2 separate regions of the Mus musculus genome follow, and region 2 is linked to region 1. Evidence: chromatin contacts called from public HiChIP or PLAC-seq data. All regions are on one chromosome and are shown on one strand. Each heading gives the region's core, a stretch centred on a gene start, on an enhancer-like site or on the middle of the called end of the contact. The rest is flanking DNA. Distances are from core to core; before and after follow the strand shown. Region 1 has its middle 110 kb from the start of Phactr1. Region 2 has its middle 50 kb from the start of Edn1.

What was found. HiChIP or PLAC-seq counts read pairs in DNA pulled down with a chosen protein or histone mark.
Region 2: a FOXA1 HiChIP or PLAC-seq map of pancreatic cancer cells shows a contact between it and region 1. The contact joins two enhancer-like sites. A contact is called at or near these places in 1 of 484 Hi-C or Micro-C datasets (nephron progenitors) and 2 of 115 datasets of contacts at active chromatin or transcription factors (kidney and pancreatic cancer cells).

What each region holds. Positions count from the first base shown.
Region 1 is chr13:42,569,523-42,572,222 of GRCm38.p6, reverse strand. It overlaps the pseudogene Gm47125. Among named protein-coding and RNA genes, the nearest start is that of Phactr1, 110 kb to the left of the region's middle. Within about 2 kb of position 1,437, at least 12 of the 459 cell types and tissues checked have an H3K27ac peak or open chromatin away from gene starts, as enhancers often do. A contact at or near this core is called in pancreatic cancer cells, where this site is marked.
Region 2 is chr13:42,350,600-42,353,299 of GRCm38.p6, reverse strand. No RefSeq gene overlaps it. Among named protein-coding and RNA genes, the nearest start is that of Edn1, 50 kb to the right of the region's middle. Within about 2 kb of position 1,434, at least 36 of the 459 cell types and tissues checked have an H3K27ac peak or open chromatin away from gene starts, as enhancers often do. A contact at or near this core is called in pancreatic cancer cells, where this site is marked.

The DNA of each region.
Region 1 (2,700 bases), core at 188-2,687:
TTTTCTGTATTCTTTATATATGCCTTGTGGCTATTTGGTTAGATTTTTATTAATGCACTTTATATAATTGATCATTTTGCAAAATAAACATGCTAAATTGCCCTTCCTCTTTGAGTTTATTTTTGACAACTTCACACACGTCTAACATACCTGCTCATCATTAACACCCCTCCATCCCCCTCTCATTCTTAATTGGTCCACTCCTCCAAATCCCTTTGCTACAATCATGGCTTGGTTTGTGGTCTGTTTTTTGGGTTTCCTTGTTGGGTGTTGTCGTCGTCGTCATCATCGTCATCGTCGTCATTATTGTTGTTGCTGTTTTTGTTGTTTTGAGATCCCCTGAGCATTCACCAGGTCATCTCTGCGATCGAGGGCCTGGCAGGACGCTCCTTCATGGATTTATCTGAGTGTTTCTGCTATGTAGAAAAGTAACACACTCTGATAACTGATTTACCATTAGTCCTTACTTTGAAATGGAACAATTGCTGATGTCTCGAATTTTCACTGTAGATAATGTTATCTCTTCACAATGAGAAGCTGAGACCGGGAATACAGTGTAATATTAGAATTTCACCTAGCTTTCGAGAGCCTGGCTTCTAGCCCCACAACAACAACAAGATTAATACTGAGAGACTGATTCTTTTCCTCAAACCTTTTAAAATGTCTCTTTTCTTTCCCTTTTGTATACACACTTGGGACTTGTATTACACTAAGGAACAACTGAGACTGACTATTGTGGTCATTACAATAAAAAGAAAATTTATATCTTTATCATTATGGATGATGTGTGTACTCTAATTTTATAGATTGGTTTTCTCACAATAAAGACATTTTGTTTATTCCTACTTGATTGATAGTTTATTTTCTTTAACCATTGGCGATGTTTACATTTTATGGGGCGTACACAGCTGTAATTTTACAGTTTAATCTTGTTTTAACTCGCTAAAGCAATTCATTGCAGTAACCCTGAGCTGTGAGTTCCCTATCTGGTTCTGTCCTTGGCTCACTTTTACTGCGAGGTTGTGCAACTCTCTTAAGAATATGCTGGGAAGTAATGTGCCTTTTTCTGTTCGTGAAAAAGCTTAGGTAAGAAATGTTAGCAGTAAAATCTGGCCTGAAGTCCTCACTGTGAGTTGATTTTTAACTACAGATTCAATTGTAGTCTTGATACATTCGAGATTTCTATTTCCTCATGAGTCATTTCTGTGTTTTCTAAAAGTTCATTCAATTCCTTTACAAAGCTGTTGGCCTAAAGTTGTGCGTATATAGTATTTAAGGTTTTGGTTTTGGGGCTTTTTTTTTTTCTGCAACACAAACGAATTGCCTTTATTTTGGAATGCATCCACATTTCAACATGTAGTGATCCTGAACAGAGTGGGGAATGCAGCAACGAGCCAGGAGGCCAGGCCCACTGATCTGCAAACATGGTGACACAGAGCTTCTCCAGGTCCTTGCCAGGTTAGGGTCCTGTGTTCCAGCTGTCAGACTCCACATCAGCTGGGGTGCCTGAGAGCCCTATTCAAACCTCTTCAATGTGTAAAAGCAAAGTGATTATGGAAAAAGGAACCAACTCAGAACCGTGTACACTTAGGACTCTCCACATGGCCTTTCTCTAGGCATATCCACCAAGGACCCTGAGCTCTGGCCGGTCTGAGTTGCCCTGTGACTGCTCTGTTCATGTCTAGATCTGCGCTCCAAGCTCACAGGCTGATGGTGGCGGCAGGGTCGAGGACCTGGCGTTCCCTTCCTAGGCTGCTGGCGGGTGAATGAGTGTGGTCTGGAGCTAAGTGAGGGAGGCCAGGTTCTTCCAGTCTCATCTGATGTTGTATGGTGATGGGTAACAAGGGGGCTGAGGAGGGGGAAAGCAGCATCCCTTGATAGAGGAAGGCCCGAGTTCCTCACCCACGGTCAATTTCAGAGGGAGGGGGAAGGTTACAATCTAAGATGTGGCCAAGGGTGGAAGTGGAGTAATGGGGACAGTGGCTTCGATGGGGCATCACTTAAGACTTATGAAAGCACGGGTGCAGCCAAAGCGCCCCCAAGCTCAGCAGTGGCCAATCCCATGGCTGCCACCTGTTCACAATTCCGTTAGCTGAGCCCACAGCTCCCAAGGGAAACCGATTTCAACATAACTTATTGTTCCCAGAAATTCAACCAGGTAGGCAGCGGCCACACTCTATAGACGGTGCTACACAGTACAACTCAGGTATTTCAAATGGACAAGAAGTTAGTATCGGAACAGGGTCTCACTGGGGCTACAGATGTACCTAGAAAACTCACTACTACGGAAAATGAAGACTTGGATTGGATGGGGAGGGGAGGCGGGGCCTTGGTGACTAACTGCTTTAACATGATCTTGGTGCCTGTGGCAGCATCATGTTCTCCTTTGACATCATCGAGCGTTGAAGTTCCTGCAGGACGACTTTACTGCTGTGGGAATTTGGCCACTGTGCCAGCATTGCCGTGGCTCTTGGATCCGCCTCTTCATTCGAACTGCTCACGCTGCTCGTATTGATTCTTGTTATAAATCTCACATGAGGGTGCTTCTGGCACTGAGGCCCGCATTCTCTTTCAAGGCTATATATTTGGTTTTCATAAATTGTTCATGGAGGCCCAGTTGTCCTGCCATTCCATCTTGTAAGTATCTTCATTGTCCTGCAGATACCAACTAACTGTTCTATCTCCTACTCCTTTCTAGCC
Region 2 (2,700 bases), core at 185-2,684, 220 kb after region 1:
CATCTATCACCCTATGAAAAGTACCATTACTGGACATGCTGGACAGTACCCTCAAACTGTGAGCCCAAGTAGAAGTGTCCTTCCATCAACTGCTTCTTGTTAGGAATTTAATAATTTCAACAACAACAACAATAATAAAAAAGGACTAATATAGTCCTGCAATAGTTGCTTCTGTTTTTAACATTCAGACTTTTTTCTTCTCATTACTCCCTAATCAACGAAGCATAGCGAGAACTATAACCCATACAAGCATCGTGCTTGTGATCTCAGGCAACCCAAAGTTCCCATGGTATGCATGGAAAGAGTGGGTTGGAAATCAATCTCAGGTTCATTTTCTTTTCTTTTTTCTTTTTTCTTTTTTTTTTTATTTTTATTGTTTTGTTTTGTTTTGTTTTGCCTTTTTTTTGTTTTTTGTTTTTTTCAAGACACGGTTTCTCTGTGTAGCCCTGGCTGTCCTGGAACTCACTCTGTAGACCAGGCTGGCCTCAAACTCAGAGATCCGCTTGCCTCTGCCTCCCCAGTGCTGGGATTAAAGGCGTGTGCCACCACGCCTGGCTCAGGTTCATTTTCAACATAGATAATCTCAATATTCTTGATAAGAAATATTGGTGACAAGAGAACAGGTTCATGGGAACTTTTCAACATTACTGTAGGACAGAAGCAATAGGGGAATAGAGGGGGATAAAATAGGAAGCCATGGCCACTGTGTGAGCCTAGAGCATGGAAGATCCTGCAGAGTCTCTGACAACAAAGGATCATTAAGAAACAACTAAAAGCTTGCATGTGTCCCTTCATGCCAGAGCAAACACAGACACTGTTAACCCTTTGTTCCCAGGCTCCCGTCTTTGATGCCTCCTCTGCAGATGGACTATTTAAGCTAAGGCAGGCAGGAATTCATCCCCTGAGCTTGCAGCTCTAACAGGAGAGCATTCTTGCTTTCATATTCTTGGCATTGTATGCAGTTTCATGGGATTTGTCTGCCAGAAACCCATGGCGCTCAGCTATAGAGGTCTCCCATGCTCGGGGAAGGCTCCTTATTCTTTGGGGCTCTGTGTACAGCAGAGGAGAGCTATGTCTACAACTAAAGATGAAACAGCAGTAAAAAGAAAGTGAAAACGAAAGAAGCAAACCCACTTTGCAGTCAGTGTTGAAAAGTACATCAGAGAGAATGATCCTGGGCCTCTCTGTCCACGAGGCAGGTTGAGGAAGAATGATCTGGGTTATACTTACGAGAAGAGCTAATTAGGATTTTACTCTTCAATTGGTCACAATTCAAAGCCTATGTAGGAACTCAGGGGAGCTCCCAGTCCTTGATACGTGCACAGGTTTATGCAGTCCTGTCCCACTTTTTACTGAATGCACGACATCCTGGCCCCAACCCTGTCCTACACCCAACACCAGCCTCTTACACGGCCACACATTCTTGCACTGACTCACATAGCAAATATTTATGATGCCTCCGGTATGAGCTAGACACTCTGTTATGCTTGGAGGGTGTAAAGATGAAAAGACACAGAACGAGAGTGGGAGGGACATGTAAATCAACAATTAGTGCTCCGTGATGGCACACTGTGATGGAGGGATGCCCAAGGAGACCACACAGGTGAGGACAAATAACTCAGCCTGGAGGGTGGCAAGGGTGCTGGGAAATAGCCTTCTAAGAGGAGGATGCTTGGGGTACAAAGAGCAGCCCTTGCAGACAGAGAATCCAGCAGCATCAGTTACCTGTAGAGGAGCCAGGAAAACAAGGGCATCTACTTTGAAGTATCTTAAAGACCACTGACCCTCTAATAGTTCCCACATTGCCTGGGTATTTGAAATGGTCCCATCTCTAATGACTGAGTTAAGGGGCCATCTCTGCGTATACTACAGTGTTTCTTATTGTTGCTTTTTAAGGCAGAATCTCTTATAGATCAGATATAGCCAAAGAGGGCCTAACATCCAATATAGATTGGTTATCCAAAATTCTTGTGACCAGAAGTATTTGTTTCAGCTTTTGGACTATTTGCACGTGTCTGATGAGCCATCTTGGGTAATCCTATGGAAGTCTAAGCAAGAACCCCTCTTTCTGTATATGCTTTACAAACATACTCTTCGATTCATTTCAAGCAATCAACTTTAATAATTTTGTGAACGAGACTGAGATTTCACCCTATGAAATTTTCTTCTTGTAGCATCATGATGTTGTGTAGAAATTTTTGGAGTTGGCAGCAGTTTTGATTTTGAAATTTCAGGGCTAGGTCTAAAATGTCTACAAAGAGCAGAGCTCTGTTCAGAGCTTGGGGCAAAGTTTTCAATTCTTTATTCTCATCTCCTCTGCTTCCTGAAAGCAGCCCCAAAATGTTGCCATTATATTCCTGGGTCTTGATGAACTAGGAGCCTTAGAATGAAGTCCAGAAGCTACACAAGCTGCAACATCACACATAGAGAGTTCACTCTGGTTTCCTCTTTGGTAAAATGAAAGAAGTCTTGTTCCTGTAGAGTTGCTTCAAAGACTGTCATGGATCATGTGCACAGCATAGATCATAGGCACTCAATAAATGCTTCTTCTACCCACCTCAGGACTTCCACTTCCACTGTCTTTCCCTTCATAAGGATAACAGCTGTGACAGCATTCGTTGGAAGAAACCACATAGTGACCTTCTTAACATACTAACAGTTACTTTAGGTTCTCTGATTATGAACATGCTTTGGTTTGAA